Linked DNA regions of Mus musculus: region 1 is linked to region 2. Evidence: chromatin contacts called from public Hi-C data. All regions are on one chromosome and are shown on one strand. The core of a region is the stretch at or near the end of the contact, and the rest is flanking DNA. Distances in the headings are between cores, read along the strand shown.

Region 1 (7,832 bases), core at 2,592-5,091, 260 kb after region 2:
GCTTCGGCATGGGCACATACATACATACGTACATAGTTAATTTTTAAAAACCATTTATACAGATGTTATTGATAAAGCTCATGTAACAAATGAGTGAAATTACAAAGAATATCAAGGCTAAAACATTCTGTAATAAATACAATGGAAATGATAAAACTTTGCTTTTAAAGTCAGTTTAGAGAAAAGGAGAATATTACATAAAGTGAACTAATTACATCTAGAATCAGCAACTCAGCATTTGGTACAATCATCATCCTAGTGTGAGAACATTAACCACCACACGTGGCCCCGACCGTAAGCTGCAGCTGAAGGGCGAGGCTGTGCTGCTGACCCTGCAGGCACTGGAAGCGGCTAACACCCACCAGTGCCATCTGTCCGATGCACTGCAAGCTCAGGGCAGATTTAGTGTTGTCTAGGAAAGCAAATTATAGTGGATTTAGGAGAAGAGAAATTTGTGCTCTGGCCTGTAAATGTGAGTGGGGTGGGGAGAGCACTGTAAAATACAGAGCAACAAACTGCAAAACAAATGTACAGGATACACAGCACTGCTTTAAAACTTTGTGCCAGAAAATAGTGGCCTCTTACTGCATGTGAGCACAGGGAACCATTGGTCAGAATGAAGCTTTCCTGATGGAACAGAGCGCCTGGAGGCAGGCGACGTGGGGACAGATAAATATTCACATTAAACACAAGGCAAGTCCAGGTTCTGTGACACTGGGGATTTTTGTTTGCTTAGCACCTATTTGGAAGTAATCAGGTAATGTAATTTTGAAATCGAAATCTAAACCATGTTTTTGATGTCTGTGCTATTGAAGACCGTTACATAGGGCAGTTTCCTCTAAAGCTCTGTCAAGTCACTGTAATAAAGTTAAAAGGCACTCAGAAAGCAGTGGGATTTGCCTGTGTTACACTGCATGGAAAACCACTGAAAGCAGCGTCTCCTTAGCACTGCATCCCTGTCCTCTGAGACAGGGTCTCAAGGAAGCCTCAATCCACTGTGTAGGTGAGACTGGCCTTGGCATGCTGACGCTTCTGCCTCTGCCTCCCCAGTGACAGGATCACGGGTGTCGGCCACCAGGCTGAGTTACACTTCCTGTCAAGTGCTCCTCATGGCCCTGTGCCAAGCTCAGCAAAATCTGCTATTCTTCTTTCACATCCATGTTTAAAAATAATAGTGCATTGTTCTGATGGTTGAATTTTAAAATCCAATGTGATTTTTTTTTAAATGGTTGCAACCCCTCACCCCAGAATTTTTGTTACCTTCTAGATCACAGGATGGGCCACACACCTTGAAAGCGTAACCTCCACACTTGAAGTCAGCAGTGTGGCAGCCTGGCCTCCAGTCCCTCACTTCATGAACTCTTTAGTTCTAGAGTAAATTATACGACTGCCTTAGAGTCACTCTTATGTGAGGCAAGGTCTGCTGTGTCGCTCAGGCTGGCCTCAAACTTGAACTGGCCCTTCTGCCTTAGCTTCCCAGGAGCCAGGATCACGGGCATGGTCAGCCCAGCTGACGTCATGCATGTATGACATTCTTGGCCCACCATGCCCACTACCACCTCCAGCTCAACCAATGAGGTAAAAGCAGGGCTCTCAAACTTGTTAAACGATTTTTAGAGCAAAAATTTTCCTTTTAGAAACTTAATTAAAATATAAGTTAGATGTACTTATTAGAGACTTTGGTTTATAGAAATAGCATATAAAAGACAAGCTGACCCAGCAAAGAATGAAAATCCACCCCATCACATACTGAGAAGCTATAAAAATGCAGTATTTCAATTTAAGATGAAAGTAAATCCAAAATACCTGATCTTCTTGATTCAAGAACATGAGGTCTTTTTTTTTTTTTTAAGTCATCTTAAAAACAGGAAGGGTAGCAAATAAACTGTTTAAATGGCTGCATTAAGAATTTCCAAGAAAGTCACACTTGAAAAATATAAAACCCCACTTAAGCTACGGTGACCCACATAATGCAAAATATAACACTCTGCTATAGAAAAACACAACTAAACATGTAAATGGCTTAATTTCATCAAGGTAATGATCCCTCTTTAGCCAATTGTTTACAAAGGTGGAACAATCCAAAATAACTTTATTTAATTTCTTACAAAGAGCAGGTATAGGAGTTGTTCAAAAATCATGTACTCAATCAAAATGAAGTGTGACTTGTACCGACTGCTGGAGTTGTCTTGCTATGCGGGAGAGACATGAGTCTGACAAGCAATTTGGGGAGATAACCTTGTATAAAAATAGTAGTAGTCTTTTAAGTGTAGAATACTGCCTAACTCTGGAGACGCAGGGGGTCAGCATTCTTTAGGTTCAAGGTATTAATTTTTAAATAGCAGCTGAGTGTGTCCTCATGGCAAAGCATAAAGACCTTTACTTTTCCTTGAAAAGGAATTTCAAAATTGTCCTTTCCCCTCCCAGTGTCCTAGAATCTAAGGAACAGGGGAGGAGGCTGTCCTGTATCCCAGCGTTCTCTGAAGCGCTGCTGAAGGAGGCTGTTGGCCAGGGAATAAATAAGAGCTGTAGGTAAGTCCTTGGTGCCCATCATTCCACAGCAAAGCCACATGTCTCCTCGATGGCCGTTAGCAGCTTTTCATAGAGCTTCTCATAGCTTTCATAGGGTGGAATGTCTATTCGATTGAAGCTGTAAATAAGCAAATCAGCCTTGATCATTCGCTCAGAACAAGTCAGCAGGTACAGCAGGCGAGCATTACATAGGCTTCGTGTCATACAGGAAGGTAGAAGGGCAGCCCTCTAAAGCAGAGGCCACGACTTTGGGGTTTGCTTACTGATTTCTGAATAACTTCACTTTTAAAATCACTTAAAAGAAGTGCTCATCATTTCTTTTAAACAAAAACTTACCGAGAATGACAGAGGAAAAGCTACAAAAATAACTCACCAAGTGTGGGCTTTTGGCAAGTTGTTCGTGCAGGCATCAATCTGGTGTATGGTAAAGAGCCGTGGGCCTGCAGCACCTGCCAGTGAAGGAATGTGGGTCAGATCACAGCAGGCACACGAACCCATCTCCAAAGCCTCAGAATAGATGAGAACATAAGCCACAGGAGCTGGGGAGCACCTTGTATCCACACACACCAACTTGGGGGCGCATAGGAAAAGGAGCCTGGCTTTGAGGTTGTAAGTGACATGTGTTTAAGGCCAGGTGCCATAGCATCAGCAGTGCTGTCTGAGCAAAAGGCTTAACCGATGTCCCTCTGCCAACAAAACACGTGCCACAGAATATTTGCATCCCAAGCAATAAGAACACACTAGGTTTGCTTTTCTTTTCCTCTCTGTAACCTTGGCTGTCTTGGAATTCCCTCTGTAGACCAGGTTGGCCTCTGCCTCCCAAGTGCTGGGATTAAAGACCTGTGCCACCACCCACCACTGCCTGGCCTTTTTTTTTTTTTTTTGTGGTTTTTCAAGACAGGCTTTCTCTGTATAGTCCTGGCTGTCCTGGAACTCACTTTGTAGACCAGGCTGGCCTTGAACTCAGAAATCCGCCGGCCTCTGCCTCCCGAGTGCTGGGATCAAAAGCGTGCGCCATCACACCCGGCTTTTTTTTTTTTTTTTTTTTGAAATAGAATCTTGCTATGTAGTTCAAGATAGTCTTAAACTCAAGATCCTCCTGCCTCAGCTTCCAGAAGACTAGGATTATAGGCATATGCTATTATGCTTAAAATATACATTTGCATCCTATTTTAAAAGATGACTAACGCAAATTTAGACTTATGACTCAAGCTGAGCTTAAGCAAAGATTAGCAGTCTAGAGGATACACTTTCAGTCAGCACACATGCCCCATACAAACACAGAAGAGAAGACGACACCACGCTCCCCAAAAGGAGAACACAACGTCAGGCAGCTTTGCCCAGGCTTTCTGAGCGCTCTGTGGGCAACTGCTGATGAGTTCTGACTAGTCCCGCTTTGCGGATTCTCCCTCCTCTCCAGCAGTTTTGAAAAGGAAGCGCTGAAAGGTGAAGGAAGCAATGGCCACTGAATGATCCACCACAATCATCAGCAATGTTACCAACTCAAGCAAAATGCAACAGCTTATCCCACAGAAAAGCAATCCTAAACAATTTAAGATGGTCTGAAGTCATATAGTAAATAAAGCGCTCTGAACAAACAACTGGCTAAAAGAAAGGCAGAGGAGGCATCTTAGGTGAGTAAAGGTTTTGCCAAGCTGAGATGTCAACATGGAGGTGAATGACCTTCCCTACAGAAGTAAAGCAGGGTGACCACAAGGTACAAAACAGAGCATCAGTACCTAGGCTCCAACCTACATTCCACAGCGCACTCTGTGATCACAGAGAAGCCTGTCAGAACCCTCTCCAGAAGGAGCTGCGAAGGCAGTTCCATGCAGGAGCTAGTCAGAGATCTTTATAAGCACAGGGCTTATAAAACTGCAACATACCCCAGACAACGTGATTCTCTCCACCCATGCACGAGTAGATGCCAGGTACCTGTGTGCCCATCCCATGACACCTCACCTTGTAGTGCTTTGAAGCCCTGCAGAGGCACTCGAGAGGACCCTGTCACAAACTGGAGCAACCGTGCTCGTCTCTCTTCATCAAAAAACTCCACCGCTTTCCAGAACCACTTGACGACATTGCTGTCTGGGGTACAGTGTTTTAACCGGGTGTTGACCTTCCAGTCACTCACATCAATTTTGCCAAGTCCACAAATAATGAGCTGTTGAAATATTTGCAGGAGTGGTAAGCCAGTGGGCATCAAAGCTGCGCCTCCCAAGTCGTCTTAGATTAGCAGTGAGCATCCCACAGGCGCACAGCTGCACTACCTGGAAAGCTTTCAGAACAGACCCAACAGACCCTGTGCTGCAGAGACTGTAACTCTGTCTGCTGGCAGTCAGCTCGGAATCCTTTCTTTTTTCTTTCTTTTTTTTTTTGGAGACAGGGTTTTTCTCTGTGTAACCTTAGCTAACCTGGAACTCACTCTCTTGAACAGGCTGGCTTCAATCTCAGAGACTTGCCTGCCTCTGTCTCTCCAGCTCTGTCATTAAAGGCAAGTGACACCACTGCTCTGTATCTTTAAATCTCCAGAAGTATCTACTCATTGTAGGTCCTGTCCCCAGTGTCTGATAATCACTGTAATGGACTCTGACAAGAACAAAGAGTTGTAAAAACTCCAGTTCAAAATAGAATTCTAAAATTTTAAAACATTAGACAAAAATCAAGACTCAGTAAACACAAGCTGGGCGTAACACACCATGCTTATCATCCCAGCACTAAAGAGGCTGAGGCAGGAGGATCAACATGAGTTTAAGGCTAGCTTGAGCTACTACCTTGTCTCCAAAAGAGGATGAGAAGAAATAATACTACAGGTTTCTCTGTGCCTTTCTTAGGTCTGCACTGATTTACATTCATTTTAACACTGTTAGCTTACAATCTGAGGCAATTCATCAGCCTGCAGTGTTCTTTGCTCTAATATCACAGTCACCTCTACCTCATTTTACCTGTGAAAATGATCCAGAGTGTACCACAAGAAACATGTTGGATATGTAACATAATTCACTTAACTAACAACTTTGACATTATATTAAAATGTAAATACTTGAGGGCCAGGCGTTGTGGCACACACTTTTAAACTCAGCATTCAGGCAGAGGCAGAGCTGCTGAGTTGGAGGTCAACCTGGTCTACACAAAGTGAGTTCCAGAACAGCCAATGCTACCTAGAGAAACCTTTGTCTTGAAAAAAAAAATACATGAATTCTGCTATAGTGTCCACTTGACATCCTAATACAATCAATATTTAAGAACTATACTAAAGTCATTTTGATACTAACATGTCTCTACAGATTAAAATATACACATACACACATATATAACTAGTTTGCTTTATTCATTTAATTGTATGTAGGTAGGTAGGTAGGTAGGTAGGTAGGTATACATGAACACAAGCTACAATACACAGGTGGAATTCAGAGGACAACTTTCAGGAATCATTTTTCTCCTACCATCTAGGGTCTGGGAATTGAACTCAGGTCATCAGATTTGTTGGCATGTGGCCTCACCTGTCAAATCATCTTGAGACCCCAATCAACAGTTTATCAGGGAATTCTAACAGTGTGTAAGCTATAATTTAATCTATATAGTTCACATTTCAATAGTGACAAAACTACACTGTAAGCCAGGCGTGGTGGCACATGCCTTGAATCCCAGTACTCTGGAGGCAGAGGCAGCGGATTTCTGAGTTGGAGGCCAGCCTGGTCTACAAAGTGAGTTCCAGGACAGCCAGGGCTACACAGAAAAACAAACAAACAAACAAACAAAAAACCCTACACTGTAAATCTTGCCCACCAAATAAAATTCACCTCCCAAAAGGGTGGTCTGAATATGTATGGCCCATAGGGAATGGTACTGTTGGGAGAAGTGGCCTTGTTGGAGGAAGCGTGTCGTTGTGGGGTGGGCTTTGAAGCTCCACCCAGTGTGGAAGGGTCAGTCTGCTCCTGGCTTCCTTTGGGTGAAGCTGTAGAACTCTCAGCTCCTCCAGCATCATCCCTGCCTAGACACTGCCATGCTTCCACCTTGATGATAATGGACTGAACCTGTAAGCCATCCCCAATTAAATGTCCTTTATAAGAGTTGTCTTGGTCATAGTGTCTCTTCACAGCAATTAGAACACTAACTAAGACAATGGCTCTGAAATAATGAATTCAGACCACTAAAAATGCTTTGTAAATCCTGTTTGTCAGAAGAGTGCCTGTTATAGTGCAAACTCTTGATTCACAACATAAACGAGGTCGTATATCTCAGGTCCACTCCACCCTAGCCATTTAGCTTTAGGTTCCCTTCCTCCTGCCTTGTCTTTGGCCATTTCATTATTCTGTCACAAAAGGAACGGGGGATAGTACAGAGTCAACTGATTGTTTGCAAACATCTATTAAAGAGACCAGCAGGCCTGGAGAGACAGGTGGCTCAGTGGTTAAAAGCACTTGCTGCTCTTCCAAGGGAACTGAATTTACCATGTTGGGTGGCTACAACCATCTGTAACCCCAGGTCCAGGGATCTAAAACCTCTGGCCTCCCTGGTTATCTGCACTCACATACACATACCCACATGCAGACACATGCATTTATACATAATTTAAAAATAATAAAGATAATAGATTTTTAAAAAGACAAGGAAGAAAAAGTCATTAACACTAATAAAGAAAATCATTTAAAAATGATCTATACTCTTCAAGTAGTTGTCACTTCCTCGCCACTGGATAAACTGTAGACTAAAATCTTTTTATGTACTTACTCTTCTTGGACAAGGACTTGCTATGTAGCCCAGGCTGGCCTTAAATTTTCAATCTTCGTGTCTCAGCCCAAGTGCTGTATTACAGCCATGCTCCACCACTCCCAACAAACCTCACTATGTCTTTCATAGTAGTTTAGTTTTAAGTTGGATGTGTTTACTGTGGTACTCTAAGGGTAAACTTTACACAGAGGGAAAGTCAACGGTTCAATACAGAGCTGGTTACTGTTATTATATGGGTGTTTGCCATATAAGGCCCGGGAATGGTTAAACACCTCATCATTTATCTTGTTTCATTTCTTCTAAATGTATTCTAGCAAAGATGAGCAATAGTTGAGCTTAACATTTTATTGAAATCAATTTCAGTATGTTAGAGACAAAGTAAGATACTTAAATAAGCCAAATAAATCAAGAAATGACAAAAAGTTGGGAGGAGGGCCCAGACTGCAGGGTGGCTCAGTGGGTAAAAATACTTGCCAAGCAAGCATGGCAACCTGAGCTCAACGCCCAAAACCATAAAGAGCGAGCTGACATCACAAAGCTGTCCTCTGCCCCACATGTAAGCACTG
Region 2 (7,818 bases), core at 5,314-7,813:
GCTGTCTGGGCTACAGTCTGGACCTGGGACAGCATTTAGGAAAGGTCAGGGGTTTCTCTTCAATTCTCTGCTGGACTCAGAAGCCCCGTTTGGCTGGAAGTACAAACCACAATCTATAAAGAGGGCCATTTAATCCTGGGAAAGATTAAAAGCTACAATTAACCTTTTGCAAAATAATAAAGTCTGGAGGAGCTACTATTGTGCTTGCTCCCAATCACAGTGCCAGGGAAGGGTTCAAGGCCAGCACTCTGTGCTCGGCTGGATGCTGGGCTGGCCAGAGGTCAGACCTGATCCTTTGGCCCCAGGAAGTGATGAGAGTCCTCAGTGTGGCTGGCGCCAGGGCTGACAGCAGAAACTGCAGCATGCTCTTACCCTGTGGCTACACTGGCAATGGGAACTGCCTGTCACTCAGATCCCTGCTCATCCCCAGAGAAAAGCAGCTGAAGCCAGGGCTGCGGCCACTGCTGCTGATGCTCACCTCCAAAATGTACGCACAGGTAGCTGAATTTCACCTGCCCACAAATGCCACACAAACAGGATTTTGTACTTACTGAGTTTAGCCCCTTCTGATATATTGACACTTGGGAGCCAGAGTCACCTAATACAAGACCAAAGATCCTAGGGTTGGAGAACAAGGAACAACTTTGGCGCAAATTTAACTTTACCCCAGAAAAGGCAAAGCAAACCTGCAGACACAAAATTCATCTTCTAAATGATAGCCCCAAGGAGACAGCCAGTATTTAAAATACATGCTACCCACACACACTCCAGAGAACGAGGAAGGGTCCATTAGTGGAGGGAAGGGACAGCATCAATACTGTCCACACCCCCCCTAACTGCTTCAAGGTCACAGCTAAGCCACAAACTGTGGGACATGATCTTTATCTGGGCCTTTTATCCTTCACAGGGACATCTCCCAAGCTCAGGTGAGTTTTTAATTGTGATGCAGTTTAAATTATAGTGCACTGGCAGAGTGCAATAGGGTAGAAGATAAGAAACTCTAAAATTAGGCAAACAAATTAAATGATCTCAGATGAACCACTGAGATAACCAAGGCCCTATTTATATTCATACATAATAAACATTGGATCATATAACTTCAACACTAGCTTGTTAATAATAGATCAGCAAACAAGTAAGAAAGCAGCCCCAAGCTTTCCAGATTGCCTGTCCCATCAGTCAAGAAAGTTGTGAATACCTACCAACTCTATCTACCTTTACCTACAAGTCACACAATATAGAGAGAAGCAAAGCAAGAGAAGACAAAATTAGCCTTTTTGCCAATTTTTACTACATTGCCATGCTATCTTTTAAGCTTTTTAATTTTGCTTTTATGTTTATATATAATAAACATCAGATCATATCTCATGTGTGTACAGAGTGTGTGCAGGTGCTCACAGAGGCCAGAAAAGTGTGTCAGATCTCGACTGTTGGAGGTGCGATGTGGGTGCTGGGAACTGAACTCTGGACCTCTAGAACAGCAGGAAGAGCAGAAGAGCTCTTAACCCCGAGCCATTCTCCAGTTCTCAGCGTTTGAGTTTGAGACCATCTTGGCTTCTAGCTCAAGACCTTCTTCCCTCAGTCTGCCGAGTGTCAAGTATCAAGCCTGCCTCAGTCTGTCCAAAATTTCTCTTGGTGTTTGTTGTTATAATTTGACTTTTGTTTTTAAGACAGGGTCTAATATAGCCCAGGCTGGCCTTTAGCTGCGATGTAGCTAAAGCTGGCCCTGAACTCCTGGTTTTCCTGCCTCATGAGTGTTGGGATTACAGGCAAGAACCATTGTTCAAGGCTCTCAAAATTATTCTTTTATATATCAAAACCCAAGCCTATATTTTAGGGAACCTAATTACTAAAATGATCTGTCCCTTTTATTATATGTAACTCACCCAAAGAAAGATTTTCCAAAAGTCATCTTCATTAATCTTTGCAAAGGCATGGATATAATTTTAGCCAAGCTTCTAACAGCTTTCCCTCTGGAAGCGACATCCTACCGCTCTGCATGTTGGTAATTTATGTCAGATAAGAACTTGCTCATACATATAACTCAAAACTGCATCTGAGTCACACTCCAGCATAAATCCGAGAACCTTACGGAATCTTGAGGAAGTTCTTCATTATAAACAAGTGGGAGAGCTGGCACACAAAGTGGAGCTGAATGAAATGTGCTCCTGGCCAGGGACAGGGCATGCTCAGAGGAGGAGGGCATCCCGTTTGGTTAGGAATGCTCAGTAGCCATCCTAAGGGTGAACGACGGGCATCAGGCTTCCAGGTCCTGACACTCTCATCACTAGGGCTTCCAGCCAGGACATCTAGCTGGCCACTCCAGAAGCATATGCAAAAGAGGGGACCTGCACTGTGACTCTTGGTGCCTATAGCACATGGAAGCTGCCCTGAGCTGCCTCACTCACTCAGCCCACCAGGTTTCAAGTCTGGTAGTGGCTCTTGCCTTCATGCTTAGGTGCCGCTGGGCTGGGTGCCCAAGGCAGCCCTGCTCTTACTGGCTGCTCCTCACTTGCCTGATTCCCATATTTTAAAACAAGCGTGCTCTGGTCCAGGGAGTTCTGTAGCGTTAGTGACAATTCATGGATCCCACAGAGGCAAAGGAATTCTTGTGCTCCAGTCAGTATGGCTGATGACCAGTCGGGCTAGGAGCTAATGGTGGCATATTGTGGTCCTACACAGTCACAGTCACTTTGACAATAGCTACCACTTGGCTGCAGATTGGCCCTTTTGGATTAGTGACCCCAAGCTCACTGTCACAGCACCATGGTCTCTGTGTGACTAAACATGCTAATTTATTGTGTACGTGTGTATACGTGCATGTGAAGAACCAGGTGCACACATGGAAGTCAGAAGACAACTTGCAGGGGCTGGTTCTCCCACTCTGCCATGTGGACTCCAAGCTGTCAGGCTTGGCAGCGCATGATCTTACATGCTCACCAGCTCATTGGCCCTTCAGCACCTTGCTTGAATACAAATGTCAATGGTGTATATGTGACTCAAAATTTACCCAGAGAAGGCACAGAGCGTCTTTTTGTCTCCTTCTCACAGAGAAACCAGAGAGAAGGGATACTTCTTCCTTAAATTGCTCACAGGGCCGATAATGGAGCTACACCCTGTCCTACGAAGGCTCTGGGCATTTCCTAAGTCACTTCCTTCTGTCAGTGACAACCTCCATGACCCCGGAGGAGCTGAAAAACATCTGTTTTAGTCCAATAGTCTGTTAAGTTTTTGTTGAGACTGAGTTTCCCAAGGTAGCCCAAGCTGGCCTTGAACTTGTGTCCTCACGCCTCAGGCAGGCAAGTGCTAAAACAGTTGAAGGCAACTCAGCTCCAGTTCAGCTGGTTCATGGTTCACAGGTGGAAGTGGCTTATAGGTGCGTCCAACCCATAGCCCCGAGGGCGTGTGTCCCAGGATAGCTGTGAGTGGGGCTCAAACCCATTTGTAGATGACAAAATCCTTTTGCAATGTCAAGAAGTTGCCCGTCCCTGTCTGTAGAGATCTTAATGTTGCTGCCAGGTACCATGACCTATGGGAGGCTGGGGAGTGTCTTAAGTTTTCATACTTGTGCTCAAGATTTATATACTCATCTTCTACAGAAGCCAGTTAGTATCACATACACAGAAAACACAAATCAGCTCATTCATAGTTCAAATCAAACTATTCAAAAGTAGATATTTCTACTCACCAGACACAGGTTCACAGATGTCTTAGTCTGTTTTGGTAATTATTAACAAGATATTCAATCTGCATAATTTGTTTATTCGTCCTATTGTTTGTTATTGGTGGTATTGGAGGTTGAGCCTAGGACCCTCTGGCATACAGGTCTTTTTCTCACTACATTATCAAGATAAACCTCAAATTGGGGCTGGTGAGATGGCTCAGTGGGTAAGAGCACCCGACTGCTCTTCCGAAGGTCAGGAGTTCAAATCCCAGCAACCACATGGTGGCTCACAACCATCCGATCACGAGATCTGATTCCCTCTTCTGGAGTGTCTGAAGACAGCTACAGTGTACTTACATATAATAAATAAATAAATAAATCTAAAAAAAAAAAAAAAAAAAAAAAGATAAACCTCAAATTAACTTTGTAGCCCAAGTAGGCCTTGAAGTTGAATCCTCTAACCTTAGCCTAAGCAGCTGGGATCACAGGGCGGCTGTACCAGGGAACTTTTTAAAGAACAAATTTATTCAATTGCAGAAGTAAATAGAGTCCAAGATCATGTCACTCGCCTTCAGCTTCCAGGCAGGGAAGGGTGTGCTGTTCCACCCGAGAGTAAGGGAGAAAGGGAGGACAGGCTCTGAAAAAGACACACACCTGCTCAAGAGACACAGGGACAGCGAAGCTGCTGGCTTCCGAGCAACCTGCTCTCCTGATAACTAGCCCACTCTTACAGAAGCTACACCCAACCTAGCATGACGATGGAGCTCTCATGATCCAATCACCTTTTCCCCCTCTTTGAGACAAAGTCTTCAAGTTGGTCTAGGTTGGCCTAGAACTCTCTATGTAGCCCAGGTTGGCCTTGAACTTCCTACCTCTCTGCCTCTTAAGTGATGGAGTTACAGGTATGAACTACAGGACTCCCTGTATTCTAAACTGGCCTTTATGTATTTAGAATGATCTTTAGCCCTGGCTGTTCTGGAACTTGCTCTATAGACCAGGCTGGCCTAGAGCTCAGAGATCTGCTTGCTTACACCTCCCTAGGGCTTTAAGTGCTAGAACTACAGGCATATGTTGTCATGCCCAGCTTCTAATTATCTCAACACAGTTACACTGAAAATTCCATTTCAGCCTGCATTTCGATGGGAGCAAACCATGATCAAACCATGGCAACAGGCCCATTTTATAAAGAAACCAGTGTCTGGCTCCTGGATCACATCACAGTCGTAGAGCTGGCAGCAGAAGAGGACTTGGGCTTAGCTGGCTGGTGTAGGCCTTTGGGACCAGCCTTTCCGCTCACAGCCTGGCCCCATCCACTTCTAGCACAAGTTCTGTTTCCTGTGTGCTGCTGTGTGATCACATGCTCCTGCCACCATGAACCAAACCAAACACTTCCTCTCCATGATGGACAACACCCTACAACAAATCCTTCCTCCCTCTGGTTGCTTCTGTCACATAGTCAGTCTCAGGAACAGAAATAGGAACGAATACTGATCCACTGGTTAAACTCTTCCTCATGGACCCAAGCATGCATCCAACAGTTATTTATCGCATGCCTACCACACAGCAGGAACTGGGGATACAAGGACAAGCTGATGAGCCCAACCTCTCTGCCTTCAAGAAGCACAAAAAACACAAGCCAGACAATCAGCATGTGACTCCGGCTAGGAAGTCCAATCAGGTGAGACGGAAGCTGCCAGGCCAAGGCCCTTTCATTTTAGAGGCCTGTGTAAGTCAACTCACCCAGCAGAGTATGGAAGGCTGCAAGATGTCACTTGCAGATCTAGACATCTAAGCAGGCATGCTGCAGGAAAGAACTCATTATACCTATGACAGGGCTTGGCAAACTGGGCACACCACCACCCCTCTGCTCTGTTATCTGTCCTCAGAGGATAGAAGAGAGCAATAGATCCCCTGGGACTGGAGTTCCAAATGGCTGAGTTGCCATGCCGGTCTGGGAACAGAACCCGGGTCCTCTGCAGGAACACCCACTACTGGGCCACCTCTCTAGCACCTGGTGTCCCCCTTTCTAAACATCATTGCCACCAAGGTGGAAGCCAAGAAAAAAGACAGGGAAGGCAGAGAACATATGTTCACAGTATCCCTGTCACCAGCCATGATTCCCCATGTGCATCAACAGTTTGCCAGGAAGACAGCCTTTACCAGATAAACCCCTCAACTTGGGCTAGAACCATGAGCAAAAATAACACCTTTTCTTTGTTTTGCTGAGCCAGGGTCTCAGAACGCAGCCCAGGCTATCCTCAAACTTGCAAGCATCCTGCCTCTGCCTCCCAGACGCTGAAATTACAAGTGGGTACCACTAAATCTGACACTCTTTTCTATATTACCTAGCCTGGGGTATTGCATCACTAACAATAGAACACTGGCTAAAATACCACTAGACAGCATGGCCATGGACAAGGAAAGCCTCTGGGCCTCCCTTCCCTCACCAGCACATACCCGAACTGAACAGGGTTGTGATACAATTCTAATAAGACAATATTCCCACACCTAGCACCCTGCCTTTACTGTTCCACTCACTGGATTAAAAACAAGCCAACTGTCGTGACATTTAAATAGCACTGTAATGTTGCACCCTCTGGGTAGTGGGTAAACTGTCAACCCACAGTTGACTAGATCAACACTGAGGCTGTCTGTCCTAAAGTTAAAATCTTCCCAGGACAAATATCTTCGTCAGTCAGTAGTTCTGGGACTGACACAGGCATCTTTTTTTCTCTTGGCTAAAGTTAGCACTAGGCCACTTAGAGCGTGGAAATCAGGAGGTAACAGCATCACTGTTTCGACAGTGGGGCCACCAGGCATGAGTCACTTTTGCTCTGCTCCACATAATCATGCTACACTAAGGGTGTCACATCCTCGGGAGCCAGCGCCAGCTTCCCTTCAAAAAAGAAACCGTCTCACAGCCAACTGTGTGGGGAAGCGTGAAGAGGTCAGGCTGTAACACACGTGAGCACACAGGTGACAAAGAGCGGGTGCGTCTGCATGTGTGATGCAGACACTACACTCCAGACCTGACCAGAGCCAGATGACACGCCCAGGATATGTCTGACGTGGACCTTTTCTGAGTTTCCCATGCTTCTCTTGGGAATAAGGACAGAATGTAAAGAGACGAGAAAACAACAGACAGATTTGGAGAGGGCCCCTCCATCCACTGCAGCGACAGCTTTCCTTTCTTGTTTTTTGTTTTTTTAGTTCTCAATAAAGAGAGATCATGTTGTCATTTTCAGAATATTCCTTAGATAGAAGGGAGGGGAAACAAATCTAGAAATTTAACAGAGCCCAAATAAGCTTGTAACCTGAGGAGAGCTAAAAGTTATTTATGATCAATAGCGTTCAAAACCACTCCAAGAAAACAGAAGCCACCTTGAACGCCTGTAAGGGCAGCAAGGGGCTCTCAAAGTCTAGACGTGGGCTTTTTCTGCAGAGATGTGCCACAGGAAAAGGGGGGAAGGGGAGAGGGAGGAGTGTCACGCTGGGCTCAAAAACATGGGATGAACAGAGTCCCTGCCTCCTCATGTATAAAACTGGAAATACCTAATGCCAACAGAGGATCCTTGAAAATTATTATATAGCAGTGACCTTTAAATGTTCCTGATTCTATACCCTATATAACTATGTATACAAATAACTCAGAAACTGTATCAATGACAATTATACTTTTAGAGTTTAAATTTTTAAAAATTATGTGCATATATGTGGGTGGGTGTACAGACACCTGGGATCCTCTGGAGCTGAAGTTAAGGGCAGCTGTGAAGTGGCCTGACTTGGTGCTGGGACATAAAACTCAAGCCTTCTGCAGGAGCTGCACTGCTCTCAACCGTATCTCTCCAGCTCCACTGCCTGCTGTTGTTTTGCTTTGTTTTGCCATGGTCTCATTACACAGCTGCATCCTGGAAATCACTATCTAGACCAGGCTGACCGCCTGCCTCTGCCTTCCAAAGGCAGAGATCACAGACAAGCACCACCAATATGCCAGGTGACAACCATAGTTTTTTGGTTTGGTTTGGTTTTTTTGGTTTTTCGAGACAGAGTTTCTCTGTGTAGCCCTGGCTGTCCTGGAACTCACTTTGTAGACCAGGCTGTCCTCGAACTCAGAAATCCACCTGCCTCTGCCTCCCAAGGATTGGGATTAAAGT

What was found. Hi-C and Micro-C count contacts between places; a contact is called where the count stands out from the background.
Region 1: a contact with region 2 is called in a Hi-C map of cerebral cortex, with 3 times the contacts expected there. The contact joins two enhancer-like sites. A contact is called at or near these places in 1 of 39 promoter capture datasets (cranial neural crest), 1 of 484 Hi-C or Micro-C datasets (cerebral cortex) and 3 of 9 other capture datasets (adipose tissue, liver and pancreatic islet).

Annotation. Positions count from the first base shown.
Region 1 is chr11:106,820,115-106,827,946 of GRCm38.p6, forward strand. Smurf2 (SMAD specific E3 ubiquitin protein ligase 2) reads right to left here. Exons shown (of 19, transcript NM_025481.3): 17 at 4,495-4,696; 18 at 2,906-2,981; 19 at 1-2,650. The coding sequence ends at 2,551. Among named protein-coding and RNA genes, the nearest start is that of Cep95, 35 kb to the left of the region's middle. Within about 2 kb of position 3,842, at least 18 of the 459 cell types and tissues checked have an H3K27ac peak or open chromatin away from gene starts, as enhancers often do. A contact at or near this core is called in cerebral cortex, where this site is marked.
Region 2 is chr11:106,557,913-106,565,730 of GRCm38.p6, forward strand. The region is part of intron 2 of Tex2 (testis expressed gene 2); the gene reads right to left. Among named protein-coding and RNA genes, the nearest start is that of Tex2, 51 kb to the right of the region's middle. Within about 2 kb of position 6,564, at least 94 of the 459 cell types and tissues checked have an H3K27ac peak or open chromatin away from gene starts, as enhancers often do. A contact at or near this core is called in cerebral cortex, where this site is marked.